Linked DNA regions of Mus musculus: regions 1, 3, 4, 5, 6 and 7 are each linked to region 2. Evidence: chromatin contacts called from public promoter capture Hi-C data. All regions are on one chromosome and are shown on one strand. The core of a region is the stretch at or near the end of the contact, and the rest is flanking DNA. Distances in the headings are between cores, read along the strand shown. Region 1 has its middle 3.5 kb from the start of n-TTagt4. Region 2 holds the start of Zfp322a (zinc finger protein 322A). Region 3 holds the start of Zkscan3 (zinc finger with KRAB and SCAN domains 3). Region 4 holds the start of H4c11 (H4 clustered histone 11). Region 5 holds the start of Nkapl (NFKB activating protein-like). Region 6 holds the start of Zkscan8 (zinc finger with KRAB and SCAN domains 8). Region 7 holds the start of Pgbd1 (piggyBac transposable element derived 1).

The links. Promoter capture Hi-C pulls out the DNA fragments that hold promoters and counts their contacts. Capture Hi-C pulls out chosen DNA fragments and counts their contacts.
Region 1: a contact with region 2 is called in a promoter capture Hi-C map of liver, with 6 times the contacts expected there. The contact joins the enhancer-like site here to the promoter of Zfp322a in region 2. A contact is called at or near these places in 12 of 39 promoter capture datasets (the C10 cell line, the HPC-7 cell line, the SN4741 cell line and 9 more), 2 of 115 datasets of contacts at active chromatin or transcription factors (the 230-238 cell line and stem cell-derived neural progenitor cells) and 3 of 9 other capture datasets (adipose tissue, liver and pancreatic islet).
Region 3: a contact with region 2 is called in a promoter capture Hi-C map of pre-B cells, with 8 times the contacts expected there. The contact joins the promoter of Zkscan3 here to the promoter of Zfp322a in region 2. A contact is called at or near these places in 11 of 39 promoter capture datasets (the 3T3-L1 cell line, the C10 cell line, cranial neural crest and 6 more), 3 of 484 Hi-C or Micro-C datasets (CD4 T cells, muscle stem cells and pre-megakaryocyte-erythroid progenitors), 2 of 115 datasets of contacts at active chromatin or transcription factors (astrocytes and microglia) and 4 of 9 other capture datasets (adipose tissue, liver, macrophages and 1 more).
Region 4: a promoter capture Hi-C map of pre-B cells shows a contact between it and region 2. The contact joins the promoter of H4c11 here to the promoter of Zfp322a in region 2. A contact is called at or near these places in 10 of 39 promoter capture datasets (3T3-L1-derived adipocytes, the C10 cell line, cranial neural crest and 6 more), 2 of 115 datasets of contacts at active chromatin or transcription factors (embryonic forebrain and neural tube) and 2 of 9 other capture datasets (adipose tissue and macrophages).
Region 5: a promoter capture Hi-C map of liver shows a contact between it and region 2, with 6 times the contacts expected there. The contact joins the promoter of Nkapl here to the promoter of Zfp322a in region 2. A contact is called at or near these places in 7 of 39 promoter capture datasets (the 3T3-L1 cell line, cranial neural crest, hematopoietic stem and progenitor cells and 3 more), 2 of 115 datasets of contacts at active chromatin or transcription factors (astrocytes and fibro-adipogenic progenitors) and 3 of 9 other capture datasets (adipose tissue, macrophages and pancreatic islet).
Region 6: a promoter capture Hi-C map of pre-B cells shows a contact between it and region 2. The contact joins the promoter of Zkscan8 here to the promoter of Zfp322a in region 2. A contact is called at or near these places in 12 of 39 promoter capture datasets (the C10 cell line, the HPC-7 cell line, the SN4741 cell line and 7 more), 2 of 484 Hi-C or Micro-C datasets (pre-B cells and regulatory T cells), 1 of 115 datasets of contacts at active chromatin or transcription factors (astrocytes) and 3 of 9 other capture datasets (adipose tissue, liver and macrophages).
Region 7: a contact with region 2 is called in a promoter capture Hi-C map of liver, with 6 times the contacts expected there. The contact joins the promoter of Pgbd1 here to the promoter of Zfp322a in region 2. A contact is called at or near these places in 7 of 39 promoter capture datasets (the 3T3-L1 cell line, cranial neural crest, frontonasal cranial neural crest and 4 more), 1 of 115 datasets of contacts at active chromatin or transcription factors (astrocytes) and 1 of 9 other capture datasets (liver).

Annotation. Positions count from the first base shown.
Region 1 is chr13:21,857,565-21,861,419 of GRCm38.p6, forward strand. No RefSeq gene overlaps it. Among named protein-coding and RNA genes, the nearest start is that of n-TTagt4, 3.5 kb to the left of the region's middle. Within about 2 kb of position 1,882, at least 7 of the 459 cell types and tissues checked have an H3K27ac peak or open chromatin away from gene starts, as enhancers often do.
Region 2 is chr13:23,367,590-23,371,438 of GRCm38.p6, forward strand. It overlaps Zfp322a (zinc finger protein 322A), which reads right to left and starts at 1,619. Exons shown (of 5, transcript NM_001111107.2): 1 at 1,546-1,619; 2 at 531-616. The region is part of intron 3 of 4930586N03Rik (RIKEN cDNA 4930586N03 gene); the gene reads left to right.
Region 3 is chr13:21,400,014-21,404,083 of GRCm38.p6, forward strand. Zkscan3 (zinc finger with KRAB and SCAN domains 3) reads right to left here and starts at 2,742. Exons shown (of 6, transcript NM_001145778.2): 1 at 2,659-2,742.
Region 4 is chr13:21,732,221-21,736,367 of GRCm38.p6, forward strand. It overlaps H4c11 (H4 clustered histone 11), which reads left to right and starts at 2,814. Exons shown (of 1, transcript NM_178210.2): 1 at 2,814-3,236. The coding sequence starts at 2,876. The coding sequence ends at 3,187.
Region 5 is chr13:21,465,977-21,470,027 of GRCm38.p6, forward strand. It overlaps Nkapl (NFKB activating protein-like), which reads right to left and starts at 2,525. Exons shown (of 1, transcript NM_025719.3): 1 at 1,071-2,525. The coding sequence starts at 2,465. The coding sequence ends at 1,278.
Region 6 is chr13:21,528,777-21,532,563 of GRCm38.p6, forward strand. Zkscan8 (zinc finger with KRAB and SCAN domains 8) reads right to left here and starts at 2,338. Exons shown (of 6, transcript NM_139141.4): 1 at 2,169-2,338. Gm32724 (a long non-coding RNA gene) reads left to right here and starts at 2,293. Exons shown (of 5, transcript XR_001780870.1): 1 at 2,293-2,378.
Region 7 is chr13:21,439,624-21,443,697 of GRCm38.p6, forward strand. It overlaps Pgbd1 (piggyBac transposable element derived 1), which reads right to left and starts at 1,430. Exons shown (of 5, transcript NM_001162920.1): 1 at 1,137-1,430. It overlaps Zscan26 (zinc finger and SCAN domain containing 26), which reads right to left. Exons shown (of 6, transcript NM_001347491.1): 6 at 2,557-4,074. 4930470G03Rik (RIKEN cDNA 4930470G03 gene) reads left to right here and starts at 848. Exons shown (of 4, transcript NR_151504.1): 1 at 848-1,878; 2 at 2,013-2,158.

The DNA of each region.
Region 1 (3,855 bases), core at 632-3,131, 1.5 Mb before region 2:
CCAGGATTAATTGTCAATATTGGACACTCACTTAACTGGTGAGTTTTGAAGTCCACACAGAAATTTAAAAAGAAGTACAGTGGTAGAGAATGTTAGGGAAAAGCTGAGGGCCAGCTCTTCTGACCTGGAGTCCAAGCAGGGACTTTAGGAATGAGATGAAGAAGAAAACAACCACATTGCAGAAAATGGCTTCCAAACACTGGTATGCTCCAGACTCGCCACAGTCCACTGTCCGTGTGGTCTGCTGTAGTGTTTCCTTTAATGTCTAACACAGAGGCTGAAGTCTACAGTTCCACATAAGCTCAGGATCTTTGGCCATCAAACACAGACAACTAAATTTTAAACTGCCTGGTGCCACACCTTAATCATGATCACACAGAAACCACTCAAGCATACTTTCTAATTATGACAACATTCCACTGTGGGGTGTTTGGAGTCAGTGGTTCCTGAGACACTAGAGATGGAGTTCCAACCAAGTCCCAGACATGTATGTCACAAGCTAAACTCACTGTATTTGTTTTAATGAGAACTGCTCCCATAAACTCATATATTTGAATGTTTGGTTCCCAGTTGGTGAACTGTTTAGGAAGTATTAGGAAAATGTGGCCTTACTGAAGGAGGTGTGTCACTGGAAGTGGGCTTGCAGGTTTCAAAAGCCCAAGTCAGGCCCAGTCTCACTCTCTCTGTAAGCTCTTATCCACTGCCTCAGCACCAAGTCTTGCTACCTGCTGCCATGGTTCCTTCCATGATAGTCATGGGCTTTCCTTCTGAAACTGTAAGGAAGCCCGCAGTTAATTGCTTTCTTCTCTAAGCTGCCTTGGTCATGGTATCTCTTCACAGCAATAGAACAGTAACTAGGACACTCCCCAACCAACAATCCTCCTTAAAGCCTGTGGTAAGATCCAACTTCTCTCACCTATTAACACCCTTCAAATTATTAAAAGTCCTGTTGGTTTCAGCAGCACCACGTGTGAAATGTCTATTCCCTCTGCTCTTTATCTGTCTCTGTCTGAGTCCCCAGGATCTCTCCTTTGCCACAGTCTACACCAACCTCTACTTACTCCCCCTGCTTTTGAGATCAGTGGTCTAATTCAGGCATGTGGTTGGTGATCACTTGTAACCCCAGTAATAAGGAGGATTGTGGTTAATTCTTAGTCAGCCTGGGCTACACACTGAAACTTTGTCTCAAAAATCAAATAATAAATTTCCAAGTCTTTGTTCTTTCTTTCTGGATCCCAAGCTGGCCTGGAGCTCACCTCATAGCCCAGGGTGACTTTGCATTTGTTACAATCTCCTACCTTAGCCTCTAGGAAGCTGGGATTACAGGCACCACCAGGCCTGCTTCTCTCAGCTTCCACAGTAACTCTGTGTCTTTCTGTCTGTCTGTCCCTCCTCACTTCCTTCTTCCTTTCTTTTTCTATGTCTCTTTGGAGACAGGGTCTGATTCTGTAGCCTAGGCTTGCCTGGAACTCGCAGTACTCTTCCTGTCTCTGTCTGCCAGGTACTGGGATTTGAGATGGACATACTATTGTGGGATTCTGATCAAAGAGACAGAACTCTAAAGACAGAACGTTAAAACGGCTTTAATGTGCATGCACAGGGTCAGGTGAAGTATGGTTTGTAAAGAAAACTTACAGTGAGTACAGCAAAATGGTGCTTTTTATGTGGCTTCTGCTTCTTTGTCTGCTGAATATGGTAAGCTTTTAGTTGTTTTAAAACCTTAAAGTAGGATTCTAAAGATGGCATGGATGTGGAGGAAAGGAGGGCTGCTTGGAGCATGTAGGAACATCTCACATAAGCATTTTGTCAGGGACTAAACCATGCAGCAGACTCTTTGTCCCTCCTTCAAGGTCTCTGAAAGGCTTATTAAGGAGGGAGGGAGGTGTGAGAGCTGTATGCTCAAGGACAGTGCCAGACTGTGCAGCTGTTTCTGTTTTTCTATTCTATGGGTCTTACCGGCCCCAACCACACCACCACATCTGGGCTCTTAGGGTGCTTTCTGAAGCAAACTATAATTGGCTCCTTCTTTCTGCTTTATTTTATAATCCAGTTCAACAATCTCTGGGTTTGAATCCTCTGCTCCATTTACATTTGATGTGGTTATTCATATGATTGTATTTTTGAGGAGTTCATTTTTCATATCCCATTCAAAAACTAAGCCTAGGACCATTTAAGCCATTTGCTATCTCTACTGGGGGGAAGATTCTGCTTCTGCAGTCTGCCACTGATCCACTTGACCTTAAGGCTGCCTTCTGCAGCCTCCAGTAAGAATCTCAAAGTAGCTGGAGGCTAGGTAAAGTCTTGGCAGGGAATTGCACTTCGCTAAATTGAAATCTCCAGGAGAAAAGGGGAGAGGGAGTTATCTCTGCCCTTTATTCTCAGTACTTGTAAGACTCAGAGCATGTGTTCTCATGGAAAAAACAAAACAAAACAAAACACTGCAGGTCTGCACATAAATTCAATCAAAAATTGAATAGGAGGTTATAACAGAGAATGCCTATGTGCGCATACACTAAGAGCAATTATCTGGCTAAACTTTCACCATTTGTTAGTAGCTTGCAGTCGTGGAAAATTTTTAGACTATAACTAAGCTGTCATTGAAGTTTTGACAAACTCAGTCAATATCTTAGCCCCTGTTTTTGCACCTGGGGTCCTGTGGTACATATCTTCTTTACAACATTCGGTTTATGATGGAATATGCCCTAAATTTTAGAAGTCTGCTGTTTTCTCAGAAACAACTAAGCAGTCCTGTTTTAAAAGGAACTCGATGTGCTGTGGAGGTTGTCACTTGGAAACAATGGAAATCCTGACATGCTAGCTGTTTCTGCAGAATAAACGCTCTTTGTCTTTGTATATGCAAATCTGAGTCTGGGGTCTTCCTTCCTTCGGTGTTTTTCAGACCCTTGCAACTTAATCTGTGACAGAATTTTCCCTGTCCGATCAGATTAAAATATTAGTGCAGCAGGAAGCCTGTGATTAGACAGGGGGAAGGAAGGCTGAGCTAGGAGTTGCAGAGACAGAGTGTCTCAGAAGGAGGAAGGTCAAGGTGGAGGCGGAGTTGTGAACCAGAGTGGCTTTAACCAGCCATTGGTAGTCATGACCTCATAAAGGTTAGAATATTGGAATAATTTGTCTAATCTAGGTGGGCAGATTTTATCATTACCAATTGACTCTGAAATTATTGTATTGGCATCTTGTGTATTGAGAATTTATTGATATATAAATCTAACTAGTTAATTATAAGCTTCAAGAGTTTTGACTTACTCTGTTACTGAAATGTGGGACCACTGACTACAGGAGTTTATGGCAGAGAGGGAACTATCAGCTCCAGAGTCAAGCAAACCAGAGCTGGGAACACAGCAATCTGTTGCTGAGGGGGCTAACTAGAGACAGAGCTCTCAGGACCACTCAGGGGCCCGAGAGTTGCGGCACAAGGGCGGAAACATGCTGGTCGATTTTTTAATATTTCCTGCAACGGGTGTGTTTGCTTCTTTTTTTTTTTTCCCCAGAACTTTCAGGTTACATTTAAATTGTTATTATGAGAAATCTTCATTTTTTTAAATGAAGGCACTTAATGCTATGATTTTTCCTCTTAGCACTGATTTCATTGTGTCCCATAAATTTTGGTATGTTAGTGGGGCAGTGGTGGTGCACGCCTTTAATCCCAACACTTGGGAGGCAGAGGCAGGCAGATTTCTGAGTTCGAGGCCAGCCTGGTCTACAGAGTGAGTTCCAGGACAGCCAGGGTTATACAGAGAAACCCTGTCTCGAAAAACCAAAAAAAAAAGAAGTATGTTGTGCCTTCTAGAATGTCTTTGATGTTTTTCTTTATTTCTTCTTTGACCTATTTGACCA
Region 2 (3,849 bases), core at 369-2,868:
CTTCAGAGCTCAAGATTCTTTTCGGTTAAAGGATATATGGGATGATCAAACAGTAAGTATTTAACGTATTGTCTTAAAAACCATACTTGCTGTACAGCCTCAGACCAGGGGTTGCCTCAATTTTCATTGATTACATGGATTATGGACATTTAATCCTCCCAAGAACACTGTAAAATCAAATATTACCACCATCTTACTGATAGAAAACCTGTTGCTATGACAGTTACCTAATTACACAAGAACTCACAGGCAGTTAAGTAACAGAGCCAGGTTTAAATATCCATCCTAGAGCCTGTCTGAGCATTGGGCACACTGCCTTCTTTGTATGGTAAATCAAAAGAAGGACAATTGTTGCAAATCTGCTGTGTATGCCTGTTAGAAAAATAGGTGTACTGAAAGGTTATCAAAGGGCCACTATGTTAGTCACCAGAAAGACCCTTTTCCTTTTCCCAAGTATGTTTTACCTTCTTTCTTGTCCCATCCCTACTCCAAAATTCACATTTATATAGAAACAGATGTATGCCACTTACCTTAACAAGAACCCAACGATTTATTTTTTTCAGATCCACAAGGTCTCTAATCCAGAAGTACTCATAATATTTAATTCTTCCCTCTCCTAGAGGAAAAAAGCAGCAATGTTGAATGAGCATGACTGCAAAGCTTACATTTTTCCTTTTAACAGTAGGCCATTTAAATAATGTCCCATGCACTCTCCAATCCTGACATCATCCTTCAGCAAAATTTTGCTCATTCTAATGTTTCCGTTCCTCCTTCAAGAAGCCGTTTCTTTCTGACCTGCTCTACACAAAATAACAAGAATTCTTCTAGCTGAGAGATTTTTAAGTTCAGAACAAAGCCCTGGGCCTTGTTTTTCTTGCTGTTAAGACGGGGAGAGTCTCACGTAGCTTAGGCTAGCTTCAAAATCGCTAGGCAGCTTAAACTGGCTTTTAATTCCCTATCCTCCTACCTCTACCTCAAACGCTCAGGTGACTGATAGGCGCATTATTATTTCAACTTCTGAGATCAAGGATTCATTCCTCGTGCACTAAAACCTGTAGGAATACGATTCATGAATGCAATGTTACACAGGACCAAGGCTGCTAAAAATAAATGACTATGGAATGCTTTGAGCAAACAGATTCTGCAGATTCCGGGGAACTCAACTAATCTCCGCCCTTAAGGCTGGGGGAGGGTCCCCCCAGTGCCCATGGTTGTCTAGACATTCAGGAAGGCTCCAGACTGCATTCGAGCCTGGCTCCATTACTACCTCCAGGACAGTCTCACAGGTTTCTCCTCCCAACTTTTCGTTGACAGCGACAAGAAGGGCGCCGCGCCTGGCCCGGACCCCTCTCACGGCCAAGGACCTCGAGGACCCGCTGAACGCTTACTCCGCCGCCCAGGGCGGCACTTCCGGTGACTGGACCCTCAAGCCGGAGCTTCCGGGGCCGAGCACTCGGCGATGGCCGATTCGGTCCCACGGTCTCCTAGGGAAGGAGAGTGGGCCGAGATGCTGAGAGGTCGGCAAGCCAACCGCCGGATACCAACCTGGAGAAGCGGTCCCCGCACACCACAAGGCCAAGACAAACCGCTCTCACCAGCAAGGACAGGGAGGCGTAGCCACGCCCCGAGGCACGTAACTACCCCTCATAGGGCTGCACCGGGATTCCGGGCCAATAAGCACCGGACCTCCCGAAATGGGCGGAACCTGAGCGCGCCTGCGCCCTGGCTCTTTCGCGTCCGACAACTACCTTTTCAGCTCCTGGAATTTGGGACTGCAGCAGCTCCGGTACCCACTGAATTGAAACCGTGCCCTGCGCCCGGTACTGCGGCTCTGAACTTCTGTTTTCTTTCTCCACGGCTGTTCAAATCAAGAGTTAGGAGTAGTGTCTCAAGGATAGATGCAGCGGACTCGGTTTTAAATACCTTGAAAAGCCGGAGAAGTGGAGAATTACAAAGGCTCTTTGGTGCTGTCACTCATGCCAGCAAACTATGAGAAGCTTTGAATAGGCAGCGGCGGCGTGGCCTTATTGCTGGAGAAAGCTGCGGGGAAACCGTGTTGAAAGGATTTCTGTCCTTTCTGATTGCGATTCTAGGCTGAAGACAGATTCAGAAAAAAAAACAAAAAACAAAAAAGAACAGTCAATATTTTCCCTACTTGAAAAAAAAAATGTATGTAGGCTGGCGAGATGGCTTCTGTCGAGAGTGAGGAGCAAAGAGTGCTTCTTGCTAAATAAAACCTCGCGACCTGAATTTGATCTCTGAGACCAATGTCAAAAGCGGAAAGAGAGAACTAACCGTAAAAGTTGTCTTCTGACAGGCATACACAATAATAAGTATATAATACACACACACACACACACACACACACACACACACATATATATATACTATACACATACACACATGTATATAACAAAAACCCTCACATGGGAAGTGAGTACTAGAATTCTCTGGTCTGGAGAAGAACTTGGATTGGCTGTTAAATTCTAGAGTTAGGGTCTGAGGATGGCAATTATGTATTCTGAATTCACTAATTCCTGTTTTCAGAATTTGCAGAATTTCTGCAGCTTATTTTAAATTAAAATTTTAAGACAAAAAATCCCACCAGTGTCATTCAAATATTTAAGTTTTTTTTCTTAGACTTATTTTCTATGTATGGGTGTTTTATCAGCATATATGTGCACGTGGTGTGTGCGCGCGCACTCTAGGAGGATGTCAGATCCCCTGGAACTGGAATAATGCATGGTTTATGAGCTACCATGTGAGTGCTGGCTGGAAAATGAACCAGGGTCATCAGCAAGAGCAAGTGGTCTTAAATGCTGAGCCATCTCTCTAGCCCTAATTTTAATATTTAAATAACTTTTTATTAACTGTTTTTAGTGTAAGATGTACCAAACACAATTCGAATCACACTATAGAATGAGCTGTGTATGGCTATATTAGGAAGAAATGTACACATGTTATTGCAGGAGAGTATGTGTTTATGCCATCCCCTTCAGCTATAAGAGTGTTGAGACAATGGACTCAAAGGATTGGAATTGTGATAGGAGTCTTCTGCTGAGAACAAGGAAAGGACTAGGGCCTTGGCCAGTGGGAGAGTTAGGGCAGGATTTCACACAGTCCTGACTGTGATGAGTGGGGCTACTTATGATTGTAGCTACCAGGACTCCTTACTTATGCACATCTCATGACCTTTAAAATATTCTGAACGTCGTGTTAGTGGTTGAACCCCTTTACTTACTCCTCTTCCTAGTGTGACCATATTGAGTAAACCGCTTTCACTGCTTTGTCTTGCTTGTCTTTTTGACAAATTGAAGACAGGTAGCTGAGCCTAGCTTGGTAGAGCTACCAAGGTCCATGCATAGACTCTTAACAGCCACTGTAAACCGGAAGATTAACTTGCCGACTTATACATTTAATAACGGGAAGCTGATTTGAACCAGAATCAATTACTGGAGCCGCCGCCATACTTATGGCTACCTCAGAGTATTGTGGGGAAGTGCTGGACAGCACATTACGAAGGTGTGATAAGTGCTGAGCCACTTTAGTCAAAATATTGGCCCAAGCAGAGTACTTAGTGCACTCAGTTTCTGAACATTCGTTGCTATTCTCTACGTCATCTGGCATTACAATACAATACAAATACACAGGCCATCTCAGCCCTGAGCTGGCTAGTCTCATGCTCACATTCTAGGATGAACTGCAGATGTCAGCCGTTTCGTTGTAAAAGATGGTGTGGGAGCACAGAGATGGGGGCACTTGGCTTGCATTCTGCAAGAAGTTCAGAGAAGAATAGACAGTTAGGCGTGACGTAAAAGATTATAAGTATAAATAAGATGAAAATGAAGT
Region 3 (4,070 bases), core at 1,492-3,991, 2.0 Mb before region 2:
TTCTGTGGGTACACTGAGACGGCAGGTCATCCCTCTTTACTCAGTGAAATGAGATGGGAACAGGTAAGCTAGAATTACTAAGGGAAAAGACAGTTCCAAGTCTGTGCCCACTTGAATTTCTATTTCTCACTCCAATTTCCTATGATTTATGAGATAACACGGCTGACAGAAGTTCAGGAACCTCAACTCATTCATTGTTTTTTCTTTTTCCTCTCGGCAATCTTCCTGCCTCAGCTCCCAAGAGTGGAGAGTCCTGCTGTGAACCATCACACCTGGGTGAACTCTTACGAAGAATCCAGAAATACTTCCTAATTAGCTGCCACAAGAGAGCTGAAATAATATAATTTTAGTCAAATAAGTAAACCTAAATTTAATCAAGCCTCTATATCCATGAACTCATGTACAGGAAAAAACACAAGAACAAATTAAAAGATTAAAGTTATAGTATGCAAGAGAACCACTGGGAAGCTTCGAAAGCCTCCTAATAGTTGGACAGTCAAGGAGAATTGAACTAGCCTCTGGGGGTGGGTCACAGGCCTCAGTACCTGAGAACTTAGTGTGTGATCCAAAGTGCAGCCAAGTTTGAGAACTAAGAAGCTAAAGAGAAGATCCTCTCCCCCCCCCTCAAAGTATCAGTAGAATAAAGCAACTGATGTGAGAATATTGAAAACCCAAGTTCTTCCACAAATAAATGTTATTTTTAAAGAGGAAGCAAAAGGAAGGTGGACTATCATAGATTACAAGGGACAGCAATTCTATACGTACTATGTAGTTTAAATATAGTATGCTCTAACTGTAAAAAGATACTTTTGGGTCAATCAGGAAAGCATGAATGCAATATTAAGGAATTACTATCAATTCTGTTCATGATAGTATGTCTAAATTAAAGCTCCTACTTTATAGCACATTGCTGTACCTGCAGATGAAGGGATCTGTTGTCTTGGCCTCTAGTTAGCTGTAAAAAGAATGAAAGAAAGACAGGGGAAGGAGAGCAGGAAAAGGAAGGAAAAGGGAGGCTGGTAAGGACGGATGGGGGAAAGGCAGGAAAAGCATGACTGAAGAGGACTATAAGATTTATGGCTGAATGGTGGGCCTACTACTGCAGGTGAGATGGAGTTTCTCTCTGATTCACATTCAAATCTTTACTAATGTCATTTTAAATAGTAAACAAAACCTTATCTTCTTTCTTTCCTGAGTACAGGCCAAAGCATTTTGTTGGGATCAAGGAAGAAGAGTAGAGCTGAGGCTAGAAAAATGAACACTGATACATTCTTAATAACGGCTTCACACACTCACGTTTTGTCAGCTTGCCTATCTGGAGTCTCACCAGCTGGGCAGAGTACAAAGGTACAGGATCAGAAGACTGTTTACCAACACAGGCGTTTGCCAAATAAGTAAACCAAAGACAAGGGTTTTGTTTTTGTTTTTGTTTTTTGTTAAGTTACAAATAGAGAAAAGAATGCTTCAGGGATCCCTGTATACCCTCAGGAGGTTAAAGATCCAATTCCTTAAGAAAAAGAAGGAAGATGAAAGGACTTTCAAAGACCACAAGAGGCATCAACTCAATGACCATGGCAAACTGTGTATGGTCAATATTAGCTTTAAAAACCTGCAAAAAGAACAAAGGGTGTTAGTGGGAACTCAGGATCAGATCGACTTATCTCTAATCTATCGCCAATCTACCTATCATCACTTCTAACTATCAGCCGTCCGTGTGGTTCTCACACTGGAGAGGAATCTCGCTGAGGGTCAGAAAGCTGGCAGGTCGGCAGCAATGTCTGCTTACAACAGGGTCCTAATCCTTCGCGGTTAGACGCTCCTCCTGTTTCTCAAGCTCCTCCTCCCACCAAAAAAAAAAAAAAAAAAAAAAAAAGGCATCCCCAGGATTTTAAACCTCTGTGAGCCTGACCATTACAAGACACTACACAAACCACTTTTACTCTTTGCTGTGGGATAGGCTCTTTTCCAGAATGTTCTATTTTCCCTCCTAAAATACAGAAATCATTCATTATAAAGAGAACTGATAAATAGTACTAACATTCAAAAGACAACAGCCAGTACCAAGGCTGATCGATGAAGAGAAAGTGCTGTCCTAGTTAGGAAAAGCAACAGGAATAATAACAGCTATCTTTACACTGTGCAGATTACCCCGTGCCTGGTACTATTTTAAGCACCTTTGCACAAATGAAGCCATTTATTCCTCACAACAATCCAGTAAGTTAGGCGACATCATTATCCCCTAAAATAGCAAAACACAGAAAGGTTAAGGGACTGGGGGGAGAAGTCACAAAGGAGCTGAGGCCAGATTCGACCAAGCAACCCGATTCCAAAGTTCTGGCTCTCTTCCAGTACCCCAGAATAAAGACCTTGGAACTGACCTTGTCTCCAGGAAAAGCAAAACTGTGACGTCTCCCATTTTCAAAGCTTAAGTACAAGACCCGAGAATCCCATCGCCAAACGCCCTGAGACTGACCAGACACCCGGAACCGGCCTGAGGCGAGGCGCCCGAGGCCCTGTCGGGCGCTCGGCCCAAGTGGCCACCGAGTTTATCTTCTCGGCGCCACTAGGCCGCGGAGGAAGATGTTTTGTCCCACCCCCAACCCCCACAAGCAGCCGACCCCTGCGGGAGGACGGTAACAGGACGGGACCCAAACCCACCCGCGAACGCAGCACCTCGTAGCACCCCGCAGTCACAAAAGTGTCGAAAGTCCGACCCCGGGGGGCGGGGCACAGAGCACTTCCGGCTTCTCTAGGCACCAGCGACACTCTATGATCCCCCCCTTCTCCCTCCTCTTAGTGGTTGCTTCGTAAAAAGACTTTTAAAAAGAAATTCTTTTAGCTGAAGTAGCAATGCAACATTTTCTCTCCTCCCTTTACTTCCTCCAGTTTTTTCCGTCCTCTTGGTTGCCTCGTAAAAAGACTTTTAAAAAGAAAAAAATTTTAACTGAAGTAGAATTACATCACTTTCCTTCCTCCCCCTAGTCTTTTCTCCTACCCTCTCACTCTCAAGCTGATAGCCTCTTTTCTTTGTTATTGCTACATTCATGTGTGTTTGTGTATATGTATATATGTTGTATATATGTATGTGCATGAACAAGTATATATCTATATCTATACAGATATAGAGATATCTGTATCTATATATGTACATATTCCACTGGCTAAGTTTTTGTTTTTATATGTTATTTGTGTGCATATGATTTCAAGGTTTCAAGACTGCATTGGACAGCTAATAAGAGGGCTCATCTTAGGGAGAGACTAATTCTCCATTTCCCAGCAGTCAATAGTTGCCAGTAGTTCTTTGGTTTGGGGTGGCACCCTGTGAAATTTTACCCCCTTCCATTGATATTGATATTGTCTATTGATACTGCAATTGTTTCAGTCTTGTGTATGCAGCCATTTCTTGGAGGCTGTTTCACAGCTGACATCCTAGATTTCTTACAATTTTTTTTTTGCCTCCTCTTCCTCCATGTCCTCTGAGCCATAGATGCAGGAGACATGATGTGGATGTATCTGTTGGGGTTGGGACCACCATGATCTGTCAGTCTTTGTTCTGTATCCAATTGGGTTTTTAGTGATGGTCTCTATTCTTTATAAAGAAAAGCATCTTGGATCACAGGTGGTAGCTACATTATCCAGGAAAGATGACTCTAGCACCAAGAGACTTTCAAAATTTGTTTTTTCCAAGGACAACTAAGGGAAGATAGCAAAAGAATGAGCTCCTATATAGCCTTCCTGAAATCTCTGTGATGTCAAGAAAAAGGAAAATTATATGTTCTCTATCGTCATAAAGAAGCCCTAGGGAAATGCATAAGAAAATGTTTGTTTAGAAACTGCATGAAAAGGGAAAATAAAAGTGAGAGGAAATTAAACTATTAATTATAAATATATAACAGTATTTTTGTTTTTGTTTTTGTTTTTGTTTTCCGAGACAGGGTTTCTCTGTGTAGCTCTGGATGTCCTGGAACTCACTCTGTACACCAGGCTGGCCTCAAACTCAGAAATCTGCCTGCCTCTGCTTCCAGAGTGCTGGGATTAAAGTCATGCGCCACCACGCCCGGCAACATATA
Region 4 (4,147 bases), core at 1,564-4,063, 1.6 Mb before region 2:
AGTTATCTAAAAGGGAACTTCCATCCACAAAAAAATAGATGTGGGAAGTGGTACTGGAAGAGAATGGAACAGGCAGTATGACCAGGTTTAGAGTAGGTCTAGGGGCCAGAGTGGCTTGGCAGTTTTCCAGGAATAACAGATGAAAGGCCTGGACCCATGAGGGTCCCAGGAGAGAGAGAAGAGGGCCTCAAGGGATGGATAGGTGTTGTTGGAGTATAAAGTAACAGGCTGGAGCATGGAGACTTTGAGAGCCTCTTGGGAGAGTTCAGCACCACTGCTAGAGCCCGCAGAAATGGCTGCCACCCGCACACAGTAGGGTCCATTTGTCTACACAGAAAAGCGACAGGTGGGAGGGCATAACAGGTTGGGCCAGGACACCTGTTGCTGCCCCCAGCCTCTCATCAATAAAGAGGTAGTAGGGCCAAGAAGACTCTGAAAGAGCTATATAGCCACGTGAGTGAGAGTCCCATTGGGGGTTTCCTTGGCCACTTGGTATAGTGGCTTAGCCATAATAGTAACACTGGGGATTCAATGTCTGAAGAACCAGGTCACAAAAATGAAAGAATCTGATCACAACCATTGGGGGCTGTAGGTCCCTCAGAGGCCACACACAGTTGCAGATAAGGGTCTTAGAGCCCTGGCTAAGTTGAATCCCCAAGTATATTATGGCAGAAGAGCACAGTTGACTTTAGACACGAGATGCTGCGGTGTCTTAGGGTTTCTGCTGCTGTGACCAAAACACAAGTTGGGGGGAAGGGTGTTTATTTGGCTTACACACCCAGATCACAGTCCATCATTGGAGGAAGTCAGGACAGGAACTCAAGCAGGGCTGAGGGCAGGAGCTAATGAAGAAGCCATGGAGGGGTGCTGCTTACTGGCTTGCTTCTCATGGATTGCTAAGCCTGCCTTCTTATAGAACCCAGGACTACCAGCCCAGGGATGACACCACACAGAATGGTCTGGGCCCTCCCCAACCTATCACTAATTGAGAAAATGCCTTACAGCTCTATCCTATGGAGGCATTTTCTCAACTGAAGCCACTTCCTTTCTGATGACTCTAGCTTGTGTCAAGCTGACACACAAAAGCAACACAATTGCTCCTTGTCAACTTGACTCACAAGCACAGCACTATCAATCGTCCACTAGATGGGTCTGGTCTGCTTGCTGGCTGGCACACATTCACACTGTGTGAGAGTGAGAGTGGAGGCCTGGATGATATAAAGGTCGTGCCTCATGTTAATGACTGGCGAAGGGACCGGAACGCCTTAACACTGGCAGACCGGTTGACAGAGAAGGATCCTAGCAGTTTTTCAATCTGGGGAGGTCTTGAGGAGGAAAAGGAACATGAACTCAACAACACCCTCAACTCCAACTGCTTCCTGGAGAGGGCAGAAGGGAGCACAGGTTTGGTGGGACCCTGTATAAGAGGCTACAGGGGAGATTCCAGGGGTAGTAGGCCAGTGTGGATGGGGCCAGGGTGTGGGTGTCAGCAACGAAGTAGAGGCAGGAAGCAGAGTAGGCAGGGAGGGTGGAAGTGGATAAAGGGGAGAGGGTTAACCTATAAGTGGAACCTGTAAAGAAGAAGGAGGAGCAGGGAGGAGGGGAAGAAGGTGGGTAAGGGGAAGAGGCTAATTGTGCATGGCCTTTAGCTCAGAGGGGAAGACAGAAGGCATTGGTATAGGCAAGAAGACTTCAGTAAGCAGAGTATGTGATTTTTGGGGGGGGGGGGTGGGGGAGGTGGGGTGGGATTGGGAAAGGATTAGGTGGAATAGGAGAAAGGCCTGGGTGCAGAGAAGAAGGCTGTCCACTAGACAAAGCACTTAGTGTGTAGGAGGGGGAGAGAAGAAGAGAAGGGGTGGAGACCCAGTGATTCAGATGACGGTTGCTCGAGGTCTGAGTCCCTGTATGTCTGAAAATGCTGCAACCTTGGCCTAAGCCATCGAGCACTACAGACGGAGGGACAAGAATTCAGTTCCCCCAAAACGTGAACAAAGGGAGTCCAGACCATTCTTAAACCAGCAGAAAATTTCAAGATCACGAAGGATGTTATAGTCAAGAGTGCCCTCTAGTGGCCATCCAGACGGGTCAGCGTGTACTGAGGGCAGACCAAAGAACAAAGGAAAGTCAGGCATTTTGGATTCCAGCCCACTTTGGATAAATTTTGAAGTAGGCACCCCAAGGGCGACTGAGATAGTGTTTAGACCCTGTCTTGCCCTTTTCCAAGCCAGGGTTGGTTGCCAGAAACTCTTAGGTGAGGGTGATGACATGTTAGCCTGAAGTTTTCTCCAAGCATATGGGGTTGAGGGAAGGACAGCAGACAGGGTTTCCCAGATTGTGTGGTGTGAGCAGGGGTCCAAGCAAACTGTGAACTGAAATCGGCTTAAAGGTTTCTATAAATTCTTATAAACATATTAAAATGGCCTTTTGGAAGTTTGAACTAAAAAAAAAAATTGAAATGCGGTTACAATAGAGAAGGAACACAAGGTAATTCAGAGCACGGTTTGCACGGTGGAAAGTGTGTACTGAGCACCAAAGCGCCTTAGCAGCCGCCTGCAGTGTCCTCTCTGGACGGGGTTACCGGTTGTTAAGGGGCCGCTTGGCTTTCTGTATTTTGTGCAATCAGTGTACTGATTGTGCGCTCGATTCTCCAAACTCTTAAAAGGGCGTGAGGAGCTAGTTCCCTCAGAAAGCACAGACAGGGAAACAAAAGGCGCCCTTTTTCTTTTTGGTAAGTCTTCCCCTCCCCCACGGCCGCGGGCGCAACTTCCCGCCTCCTCCCTGCAGGTTCTCATTTCGGTCCGCCCGCTACAGTATAAAAAGACGGCGCTCAGGCTCCCGGTCAGCATCTCTGTTCTGAGCTGTCCTGAGTGCAGTCATGTCTGGCAGAGGTAAGGGCGGGAAAGGGCTCGGTAAAGGTGGCGCTAAGCGCCACCGCAAAGTGCTGCGCGACAACATCCAGGGCATCACGAAGCCCGCCATCCGCCGCCTGGCCCGGCGCGGGGGAGTGAAGCGCATCTCCGGCCTCATCTACGAGGAGACCCGCGGTGTGCTGAAGGTGTTCCTGGAGAACGTGATCCGCGACGCCGTCACCTACACGGAGCACGCCAAGCGCAAGACCGTCACCGCCATGGACGTGGTCTACGCGCTCAAGCGCCAGGGCCGCACCCTCTACGGGTTCGGCGGCTAAGCTGCTCGCTTACACTATATTTCCCTAAAGGTCCTTTTCAGGACCACCACATCTTTTACAGAAGAGCTGACGCTTGTTAACTGAGAACTGGAGTGAAAACGGCTCGTAACAGGTTGTCCAATCAGAACGAACATGTATGTGCTTAATTTGCATGCGGAACAATGCTAGGAAAGCTGAATAGTCCTGTCAAGTGGTGAGTTCACTAGGTGTTCACATGGTTTCACTCTTTTTATTTGTTCTAGGCAGTTTTATTATACTTGCCCATTTTTCTGCTTCCACCTCTTAAGGATGCTTCCCTACTTAAGTCATTTCATACCTTGCGACAGACCACTTAAGTTCAGGATTTGTACATTCAGTTGTGTAGAATGAGGTTGATCTGGCTTTATAAACTATGCTGTCTCGGATGCAATAAAATTCTGAATAAAACTGCCAATATGGGGGAGGTGTGAATTTCTGAATTGAGTTTTTATAAGCCATAAAACTTTAATTAATAAATCATAAAACGGCCAAGAGTCAACAGTTAATGAAGGTACACTGTTACTACGTTTACACTTCCACATAAATGTCAATAGAAACAATTTAAGTTGTCCAATGCTTGCGTTTAGTCTGTTCCACATGGGAGAGAGCATGTGGTTTTGCTTAATACACATTCTAATTCCATGTATTTTCCTGCATGTTTTATGACTTCATTTTTCTTTAGAGATGAGTAATATTTATGTATGTTTGCTTGATTAACAAATTTTTCATTATCCATTTCTCTGTAGATGGGCAACTAGGTTGATTCCAATTCTTTGTTATTGTGAATAAAGCAGTAATTAACATTGAGGTAAAAAAATATCTCTATGATTCTCTATATTCTTTGAATATATGCTCAGGTTTAAAATAACTTTGTCATATTGGAGTTCTATTTTTAATTTTTTGAGAATATCCGAACTGATTTCCACAGTGGCTGTATTGATT
Region 5 (4,051 bases), core at 1,275-3,774, 1.9 Mb before region 2:
AAAAATCCTTCTCTGATATAGTGACAATAAATACTTCACTAGGACTCAGTGAAGACACATGAAAGAAACATGCATAAAAATCTGAAAGTGAATGACCCCCTAAGTAAACTACTGTAAACCCACTTCAGTATGATTGCCTTAAGTTAGTGGTGGATAAAGCTTTCAGTAACTTCCAGTAATATAGGCAGAGAAGAAACTATTCTCAATATTGCTTCTAGGAGGAAATACCTCAACCTCTTAATGATTGCAGATAAACACAATATACATATTTTTATATCTATTTTCAGACTAAACTAGGTTCTGATGTTCAAAATGAACTCATCTCTTCCAGAAAGTGGTTATAAAAGTTCTATTATATCAGTAATTTCAAGAATAGTATATATTAACAGATTACCAGAATATTGTTAGCACTAGACTTGTATACCATTGGCATTTGCATATATGCATACCATTTGGGTCAAGCCAGTGATCGCCCCATTGGTACTAAGTAGGAACAGAGGAGAGTGTGGCCCAGGGTCGGATGAAGAGCACTCCTATCTCACTTTTACAACATACAGCATTTGGTGCTACTTTCATCTTATGAAGAAACAGCATTGGTTCAAAGTGGAAAATGCCCAGTCCCTTCAAAAAGAAATGTTCTTTCAAGAGATTTGGCAGCTCTTTTGTTTTAAAAGGGAAACCACTTTAAAGAAAACAGAGCCATAGAAAAGGATGGTGGGAAAAAGTTCAAGGTGTATTAACATCCTGCTAGAAACAGTTTCCCAGACTTTCCAGTTACAAAATTCCATCTCCTTAAACAAGTCTGCTAACTACAGTCAGAAGAACACTGCCCACTGGATCCAAATAGTTCCAAAACGTTCAGCTTCTTGGGCATTGCTCTTACGTTCTTTTTGTCCGGGGACAAATGACTCCAAAAATTAAAATCCTCCTGACGGGGTTAGGGGGAAATCACCGTAGCAGATGGGGGACTAGGCACTTTTCAGTTTAGTAGTACTAACTTCTATTTTGCAAAATACAAACTTGTATATGCACAAAAACCATGGAAGGATACAGAGACTTTTTTTTTTTTTAGGGAGGTAAATCATGGACTGAAGTGACATTCAACTTTTTAGTCATTTTTCTGCAATGTTTGTAAAAAATTTTAATGACATCTCAAAAAGTGCTTTTTACTAACACAGTAGGTACAATAGCACTGGTAAATGGTAAAACCATTTACTATTACTTTGGCCATACAAAGCCTTTGTTGTTAAACGTCCCACAGTGAAACAAACAGGTTGTCACTTGTCATCTTTCCCTTTTGTCTTTCTGTACACCATTTCTCGAAAGCTGGCTAGGATCTTATTTTCTCTCTTCCGCCTCTCTTCTTGGTTAAAGGATGCAAGGGCTCGTTTCTCATCAGCACTGTAAATCTGGTTCTCTTTACGCAGTCTTACAGCCTCCATTCGGCGATGCCTGCTACCACTCATGACGTAACCTGAACATTCAAATGAGGCAATCTCTTCACTTGTCAACCCAATTTCACCTCTTCGTGGGATACGCTTCCCGGCTTTTACATATTCAGCCATTGCTGCACCTTCACCAGGAAGCAGAGCATGGCCATAATTCAAAGGTTTCTCATCTTGAGAGGTGTGTATCACAGGTGCTTCTGGGCCTATTAAATCCATGCTCTCTGCACTCATCGACTGTTCCATCCACGCATCTTCTGGCAAGTCCCTTTCTGAAGCTTTGCAGCTTATGTCATTGTATTCTTTTTTAGTCCTCTTCTTCTTGAGCTGTTTTGCCCGATGTTTCTTTTTCTTCTCTTTCTTCTTGGTTTTAACTTTCTTTTTATCACTATCAGAGCTAGAATGACAGTCTGAACTGCTGTCATAATATTTTTTATGCTTCCTTTTGGAAGGCTTTTTCTTTCTTTTTTTCTTTGTTGAATGACTGGTCTTTGTCCTTTTTTCTTCATTGGTGAAATCTGAACTGCTACTCTTCTGATTCTTCACCTCATCTTCAGCTGGTGTATGTTCATCAGAATCTGGCTCAGGAATCTTGGGTGACAGTCCCCATACCTCAGGCGCTCCCAGCTCTCCAATCCTCTCTCTTTCCTTCAGCCTCCTTTGCCTATAACTCTCCTCCTTTTCCTTCTCCTGGTCCTCAGCCCACGAAGGATCTCCCGCATAGTTGTGGTGGTAACGGTATCCACCACAGATGGGAGAGGAAGAGCAGGCAAGCGTACGGATCCCCAGCGGTAGCGGTCGTTCTCCAGACCTGGGGCGGCTGATGGGATGCAGTGGCCGGACGCCCTGAGCACCCCGCGGAGGCTGGAGCCCCTCAGGACCGCTGAGGAGAGAGCCGAAACCGCCTCCCCGAGGTGATCGGCTAGTCTGTAACGCCGACGGTGGGCTCTCCGAGAAACGTCGTCGTTTCTGAGAGCCCAGAGTGTCCTCATTAGGGCGAGATCGGGATACAGGCGACATGGTCCGCCTTCAATCAACCACCGCGGTGGCGGTTATTCCAGAAGTCACAACACAGAGAGCACGCAGCTCCCGCACAACCCGCACACAGCGCAGGCGCACTAGAGACGGGCGGGCTGTAGGCGGGTCAATTCCGGGGCGTAGCCCGGTGCAGCCCTAGTCCGAACCGTGGCGCTGAGCCTCCGATGGAAGCGGGAAGCAGCCCAGAGCCTGCGCAAGAGCCCTCTTCAACCTCTGGGGCGTGGACAGTCACTTCACTTCTCACTATTTACATTCCCCACCTTGAGCCCCAGGGGAAACAAAAGGAATTATCATTAATGAGTCCTGCTGTCTGTCTGTATTGCTGTGCTTTTTATTTTTTCGATACAGGTTTTCTCTGTGTAGTCCTGGCTGTCTGTCCTGAAACTCCCTCTGTAGACCACGCTGGCTTGGAACTCAAGAGATTCACAGGCCTCTGCATCCCGGGTACTGGGATTAAAAGTGCTGGCCACCACCTTAAGGCTATTTGCTTTGCTTTTTTTTTTTTTTTTTTTTTTTTTTTTTTTTTAATATTTTCGTTATATACATTTCAAATTTCAAATGCTATCCCGAAAGTTCCCTATACCCTCCCCCCGCCCTGCTCCCCTACCCACCCACTCCCGCTTCTTGGCATTCCCCTGTACTGGGGCATATAAAGTTTCTATTTGCTTATTTTTAAGTGGTGCATATGCTGGCTTGGAACTTGCTAGGCACCACTCAAGCACCAAGATTAAAGGTTTTCATAAGCAGAACTGTGATGGATAAGAAAACTTAACTCTGGACCAGGCATCGCTTAAAATAGCTGTTGATTCGCATGAGTTCCTAGCAGCCTGCATCCTCCACAGAATGAAGCTACTGCTGCGAGATAAGAACGAAAGAATGGGGCGCCTGATACGAGATAATTGGCTTTTGTAACCCTCTTTCCCTGTGGGAAAAGGGACGAGCCGTTTTCTCTATCTCTGTGTAAGGGAGCAAAGCAAATTTCCCACACAGCTGCGGATTTCATATAAGGGAGATAATTGTAATGTCCACCTTTATGCTTCCCATTGCCCTCTATGTTTCCCAATTTGGTCATAAGATTGAGTCCATCTTACTATCAGTAAGAATAAATTTATTGATTTTAATCTAAATTTGGGTTGCGTCTTTCAGTTTTGCCCAGTGGAGTAGAACTATGGAACACAGACATCTCTTCCTTTAGATTTTTGTTAGATCTTTTCTTAGAGTCATATGTTTACCACCGCATGGCTCACCATTCCTTTTCCATTCCTGTCTCCATCTTTTCTGCTGAGTTAGTGAAGGATTCCTATTGCCTTTACTCCAACTACCTGCCTCGATGGGACTTGACAGCTGCCTGGTGCTGCTGCAGATCTGCAGTCCCAGCAACTAAGAAAACCCAAGTAATCATGAGATTCTGCATCAAAGAGTGTTGGGTAACTGCTTAGAGTATGCCTTGCCAAAGGTTCAGTTGCTGGCGACTTAGCAAACAATCCTGTTCCTCTCTATTGGAAGCAAAACCTAAATTACTTCTGGAACTAAAGTTTGAGTTTAAGTTTCTGAGCTAAGTGAATTCC
Region 6 (3,787 bases), core at 1,088-3,587, 1.8 Mb before region 2:
GGTTGTTGCTTTTTTGATCCATATATTAGAATAAGCTTATTGATTCCCAATAATGCTAGAATTGAACTTGTGTTGAATCTATATCTCAGTTTAGAAATACTATCTTAACAGTATTGATATCACATTATGAATGACATCTTAACAAGGGTTCTTCAGTCCATGAATGTTATCTTTTCATTTAAGTCTTCTTGGACTACTTTCATTGTTGGCCAAATTATTTATTTTCCTTATTCTCGATATCTACACACACTACTTTTCTCACAATGGTACATTATTGGTTGTAAAAACGTTTTGCTCTCTTAATTTCATACTCATCAAAATTTTATCTTGATAGAATTAAAGAACATTAGAGCGCTATATTTACAACACAACATAGAATGTGTCTAGATTTGTTTTAAGAGTAGAGGCTCCAGGTCCAAAGAGCTCACTTTGATGTCCCTGTTTCTTTGTGGGGAATACATACACTAATGGTTTCTGTTCTTGTTTATATATATATCCCTTGCTAAGGCTGCAGTGGTGACTTCTCCTTGACTTTGGTTAAGCTTCTCATCATTCATGTTACTGTCTTCAAAAAAGATGCTTATAAATGTACCCTATTTGCAGACTGTAGATAGATATAATCAAATTAACATGAAGTTATAACTGAAATAAGATAGGTCCTCAATCCAATATGACTGGTGTACTGTTAAAAAGACACGGGGCTCTGAGGGACCGTTCAGGAGATAAAGGTGCCCACTGCTGAGCCTGACAACCCGAGTTTACTTTCCCAGAACCCACAAGGTGGAAGGAGAAGACAGACTCCTGCAATTGTCCTCTGACCTCCACTACGGTACTGTGGCATGAGTGGACCTTACCTATCCTCCCCAAACAAAACAAAATTCTCTAAGGTTGTTTTCAAACTGGTGATTTCCCAACCCTAGTACAGCATGCAATTAATTACGGGCATGCACCAACATACATGGCCATTTCATTCTCCTCTCTAATAATTTTGTGCATACACATTGCAGTGTTGGAAAGTACCTACAGAGAAACACTGATCCCTACACACCATCCTTGAAGAACATCTGGTCAGGATGATTGCCTTATGAACGGAAAGGCAACAATCTTAGGCTTATTCGGGATCGAAAATGTTAAAGCCTTGAAAACTAAGGAAGGCACAACTCAAATACTGGCTTCTCAAGAGATGCAGGAGATGTACTTTCCTTTCTGATTAATTAAACTTGAGAGATGTCTGAGAACCGAATACAAACCAGGAATGATAATCTCCAGGTTTTAGAGATTAAGAAGAAGTAGATGAAACAAACATGCTTTGTAGTTATCTGAAATGGCATTCATTCATTTTGTTTGTTTGTTTTGGAGATTTTAAAAGTTATTTTAATAAGGCTTGAGCATGAGGGTTAGGAGAAAGGCACTCAGGAGAGGGCCAGACGCACAAGCGTGGCTATGGGCTTCTCAAGGAAGTTGCTTTGATGAATGCTTTTAAGACTGACATTTTTATATTTAACCACAAGGAACTCAAAACGTGCACATTCACTAAAATGATGATTGCTGCATAGCAATACTTAAGTGAATCGGACAAATAGAAGTATGTGGTCAAGTGGTGGTCAACGTCTTAGAAATCCAACAGAGATTACTCATGAATGACCCGAGTTTTGGGAATGGGAACCTACCGAATTTTCAAGATTCTATTTCAGTTAGCTTTAATAAACTAGGTAAGCAAAGTATTCTGAATAAGGTTTAATTTTGTTACCCCAGAATTACTTAAAGTATTTCTTTTGCATACAACTGTTCAGCCATTACATGAACTACTTTCATAATATACTTCTTTTATGGGTAGAAAAAAAAAAAAAAGAGTAACAAAAAAAAAAAAAATCAAAGATTTCCACGTGGGGTAGAGGCTTCAAAAGAAAAAAATTATTATCTTTAAAAATGAATTTTGAGACCGATCGGCAAAACTGCTGAGTAGAAACAGTTGGTACACGGGCCGGCTTTACAAGTAAGAGCGAGTGCAAAATTATATACATGATGACTGGCGATGAGGAGAGCCATCCCGTAGGAAGTTGGGGCCGGGTGTCGGCCTGCTCAGCGGCGGCAGGCCCTGAACCGACCCGCTCCCCGCTCTCGGGCCTCCGCTGCCCGAGCGCCCCTGCTCGGCCCAGCGCACTCACCGAGAGCTCCCCACGCTGCCCGAGGGCGGGAGGCGGCACAGCGCGGACAGGGAAGCGCGCGAGGAGACGCGACGGACACCGAACCCGAGCGGGACCCCTGCAGCCGCTAAGTTCCAAACCCTTGGAGCCGCAGAGCCGGGCAGCACGCATCTTGCCCCACAGCCACTTCCGGAAGCTCTCTAGGAAGCTCGGAGGTCTGACAGCTCTATGGTAGGCCAGCAAAAGGACCGAGCGCCCTCAGCTACACCAGGTGGAGGGCGGCTATGCGGGACATCCTGAGGAGTGACATAGCTTTAAGTCACCTAAGCTTTTGTCTGGCCAGCCTCGGGCTTCAGGTGACAAGTTTAAGAGTTGGGTGGCTGATCACAGATCCAGAGGCCTGCGCTGGGCTCAGGAGTATACTTAACGGATTTCTCTTTATTCTTCTTAGTTACCTTGTGCTTTCCCATTAATGCTTCATGATTACTCCAAATTCCCAACTTTCACTGCGTATTGAAGAATTTAAACCTTTGTAGTTCCTAGGAACAGTAGTATATTTATAAAGTTCCTACTGACCATTGCTTTCTCTTTGACTATGAGTGTTCTCATCCTCCAGATACTTATGGTTGGAAACAACAAAACGTCTACAAAATAACCAGACCCCTAACTTAAAATTTAAATAGAAAATTGGTGGAAAACAATGAACATTGGTTTACTTTTTAATGTCAAAGACAACTTTTATCTGTTTCAACTTGTTGAGATAGAGTTGGTGAATCTCATTCTCATCTCGAGGAAATGAGGCAGAGGACATGTGAATGTCTTACCTAGTGTCATATAAACGAATGGACAAGCAAAGAACTAGAACAGAAGGGAGAAGTCATATTCAGCCAGGAATTGCCAAGCTTGGGTCACAAGTGAACACAATAGACAGGGTTACATTTTGTTGTTTTGCTAGTTTAGATCAAGTCTCTCTGTAGCCCTAGCTGGCCGCAGGGCAAACTTCCTGCCTCACCTTCCCAAGTGTTGGGATTAAAAGCATAAATCAAGTGATTATAAATTTGGGATTATAAAATTGGTATTATAAATGTAAGTCAATACAAATAGGTTAAAGCCTTCTGAAGTTGATTCCTCTTTCAAAACAACTAAATTAGAAATAAAAGAATATTTGACTCATATTCTTTGATTCAAGTTTTTAAATGATGATTGAAGTTTTGCCCACATTATGGGCACTCGTGGTCTCTAAGGTAGATTCTGTCTATTAATCCTGAGCACTAAGTAATTTTTGGTACTGTTCTCTTTTTAGTAGAACTAATTTACTCTATAAATTCTCTGATACCTAGTTAGAGCCTAACTTATACAGGCTTTCCACACTTTATGTACCCATAGGGTTTTAGCCTATATGGATTCTCTGATGTTTAATAACACCTCTGTGCCCACTGAGATCTTTCCCATACTCTATGTTTATAGGACTTCAGTGTGTGTTCTATAATTTCCAACAAGATGTTCTTGTTGAATGAAGGTTTTTCTGCATTTATTACATGTACTGGCTGGTTCTGTGTGTCAACTTGACATAAATTAGATTCATCAGAGAGGAAAGAGCCTCAGTTGAGAAGATGCCTCCATGAGATCCAGCTGTAGGT
Region 7 (4,074 bases), core at 180-2,679, 1.9 Mb before region 2:
ACCCCTGAGTTAGCTTGCAGATCTCAATTCATTGTGGTGGTTACATAATAGTGTGGGTGTTCTTAGAGCCATGTTGCTTTAAAAACAAACAAAACAAAACAAAATAAAACTCCTTTGGATGGGATAAGCTGTAAGTTAAATGGATGACCACCGAACAGTTATTCAATTAACTAGGTCTATATAATAATGTCTCCATCAAAATTCAAAAGGCAGGATGTGGAGCTTCCAAACAGTTGGAGACTGATGCCTCCACAGAGGGCATAGAAGTACCACACCCCTTATTCGTAAACACAGGGATATCTATCCCTGCTTCACCTGAATCCTTTGCAATACGCTTTGTAACACGTCAGTAAGCATGTTTCCTGAGTTCTGTGGGATCTGAGCTCTGGGAGCAGTTAGTAAAAACCCTGATTTCCAGCCAGTGGGTCAGAAGCATAGGTAAAATAAAGTGGAACTTAGAACTGATGTTGAAAGTGGGAACCAGTCTTGTGTCTTGTATACACAGCATATAGGAACCATCCATCTGCACCGAATTAGAGAGCTGCAAACGGTGTTCAGAGAGGAAACTTTGCTTGCTTGCTGGTGAGGACAAACTTCTAGCGTCCTTTGAGGTCAGACTGCCATTACACACACACACACACACGCACACGCACACGCACACGCACGTACAAAACCATGGCAACCATCAGAAACTTCTCCTTGGGCTAACTTCAAACTCCCAGAATCCAATCTTACCTGCGTCTCCCGTTTAGTTTACCACCAAGTATATTAAGCACCTAATTATTTTCCATGAGTAAAGTTAATCCTAGAATAAAAGAAGTTAGTTCCTACCTACTAAAAAAACCATGGACTTCCCAGTTCCTCGAATTCAGGGTGACAGTTTTTTTTCCTGCTCTGTATTGGTCTATCCTTCCAATGTAAATTCCTACTGACACAAGACCTGCTCTGTACCTGCATAATCTATCGTGGCTACCCTCGAACCTAAAATAGGAATGGGAAAACTGAGCCACACAGGTGGCAACCGGGTGTGCACCTCTGGGTGCACGTACTCCGTTCTCCAGCTTCTATTGCAGATCACTGCACAGCCACCCCTGCTCCTGGCAGACCTCTACATAAACTAGAATCGCAGCACGTACCTGATACCCAACAAAGACCGGACGAACGTAATAGATGTACCTGTAGTGCCTTCGCCAGGGCTCTAACCTGCCCAGATCTACGCTAAAATTATATACGCCAGCGCCCAGCAGCTAAGGGTGTCTATTTGCTGCTTAAAAGTTTAGGGAACGTGTGCTACGAGGACGTGAGGATGTGCCGAAGCTCATGAAAAAAGCCTGCGACCAGAGCCAAGAGGCCAGAGCGCCACAGCCTGGCGGTTCTTGCTGTTAGTCTCCGAGCCCGCGACGATGAAGGTCGGCGGGAAGGAGTCCAAAGGGATGAAGGACAGGGGGCACTTCCTGCAGACGGAGCTGGGCACCGAGGGGGCACTTCCTGTAGTTGGAGCTGGAGACTCACTGGCAACTTCCGGCAAGCGTTGTGCTCCTTAGAAGCCTGGTGACAATCTCTGGTGCACCGGTGGAGCCAGGTCGTGGTTTTCCTGACCCGCACCTCTCCTGGTAGTTTCGAAGAAACCAAACACGCGCTCATTTCCGTAAATCATTTCAACAACAACAACAACAAAAAAAAAAAAAAAAAAAACCAAAAAACCCTGTAGGATGTACCTGAGGGAGCGCTCTTGCTTGACATACTTACTGGGTTCGGTCCCCAGCACCACAAAAGAAAAATTTTCCTAGACTGTCTTCCATAAAGACAAAGCTGAGTTGGCCTTTACAGGGTCTTGTGCGGACAGTCAGTTGGGTAAATACCCAACAAAGCCCTAAGGTGAGTATACAGATTTTATATGCGTGCAAAATCCCAGGTAGCTTGAATTCAAAAGTTAACCATATTTACTTCCTGTGTATTCGACTGGGAGATCATATGACAACTTGGAGCTCTCTTGCTTTGTGGGTCTCAAGGATTGAACTCAGGTGTGTTGGCAAGCACTTACTGGCGGATCTACCACCACAACCTTCCTAGAGATGTCTTATAAATTCTCAGGACATTTGGGAACGTTTTGTTCATCGAGAATAATAGCTTTTGAAGCACTTACGGAAATCAAAATGTAAGTTTGCACTTTATTATTTGGCTAAGACAGCAATCCTTTTTCTATAGCAGCTGAAAAATATTGTTGTTTTGAGTGTTTATGAACATCCACATGTGCATGTGGGTATGGAGGCCAGAGGTCGATTCCTGAGGCTTTTCTCTATAACTCTTCAACTTTATTTTTTAGACAAGGTCTCTTACTGAATCTTGGGGCTCACTGATGCAGCTACATTGGCTGCCAGCAAGCTCTGGGGATCCCCCACCCCCAGGGGGATTATAGCTCTATACTACCATCCCTACCACTGTCATAGGCATTTTACCAACCGAGCCTCTCCCAGACCCATAAGCATAAACATCCCAACAATATTCCGTTGTATAGGGTACAATAATTTACTTAACTATCCTCAATAATGCAGGTTTAGTTATATTCTTTATTAAGTAATGCTGTAGGAAACACCATTTAAAAATCTTTACTTTCTTTTTATAGCTTTAATTTTATTCAAAAATTACTTTGAAACTTTATTAACACTTTACAGACTGTTTACAATACTGTCAATATCATTATTTCCATAGAAAAGTATTCTCTTTACACTATCAATAATTATGTTTTTATGTTGCTTTAAATATATTTGTTGAGTAAATATTACACACACAAACTGACGAAGAATAATGTGCATTTAAAATTTTGATAGTTCTCTAATTTTTAAGGGCCATGCTGTTTGGAAGTAAAAGGAGAAGCTAAGAGAAAGGCCAGAAAAGGAACATCACTTTCACACAAACAGTGATGCATAAAAGGATGTTCCACAGTAGAGATGTAAAGCATGTTCTAAGACTGTGTTTCTTCTGAGGCTTAGGAATTACAAGGGTTACAATGCCTGTTACATGCACGTTTGGTGTGGATCGGAGTTAAACATGAAGGAGACTGATCACACGCTAACACTGTTATTTTGGGTGGTGTTGAGGACCTAACCTTGGTCCATGCCATCAGTTTTTAAGGCCATATGACTGCTGAAGTTGCAACTATCACATGCAAAGTGTGGGCAAAAGGTCCAAGAGAGGTTCTTCTCAGTTCAGCCAGTCCCTTTGTGCAGCTCTCCCCAATTTTGCTTAGAGTGTATCTTAGGTCAAATCTTAACAAAGGAAGAGGGCCTTATTTTGTGCAGAGCAAAGTTTGGTTAAAAGGGGATGAAACGAGCCAGGAGTGGTGGCACACGCCTGTAATCCCAGCACTCGGGAGGCAGAGGCAGGCGGATTTCTGAGTTCGAGGCCAGCCTGGTCTACAAAGTGAGTTCCAGGACAGCCAGGACTACACAGAGAAATCTTGTCTCGAAAAACCAAAAAAAAAAAAAAAAAAAAAAAAAAAAAGGGCATGAAACAGAAGATTAATGTCAGAATTGCACCTAGGTGCCTAGCAGTCCTTGGCCTGTCCCCTCCTTAGACATGACTGGCAGCAAGCTGACTAGGTTTACCATGGATCTGTTTTGGACTGACTATCCTTTTCTATCGGACAAGAAAAATAAGCATTTCTATGTTGCTAAGTTCTTGGCTTATTTGTAAGTCAAGTGTAGTGAAACCAAGTTGTAGTCAGTACAAGGGTCCCCTTCTCTTCCCAAAGCGGCATAACTTAAGAAGCCCTTTCCCTGAGAAGTACACCCTGTGCAATTACCAACCATAAGCCATGTTTAGCAGTCGGGTGCTGGGCTTGGGAAGACTCCAAGCTTATTACTTTTCATCACTAGCAAGACAGTCAATATGACCTGATGGCCATGATCTCTCCGAGCTGATTTGATTTGCATGGTCAAAATAATATCAAAACAAGTAGCATTTAAATTTGCATCATTGGTATCAAAGGGGGAAAACCCCATTTCCCCCCATGGGACATTCATGAAAAAAGGTGTCCTTCAAGCAGTCACTGTACTGGCACTGTTGCTGCCC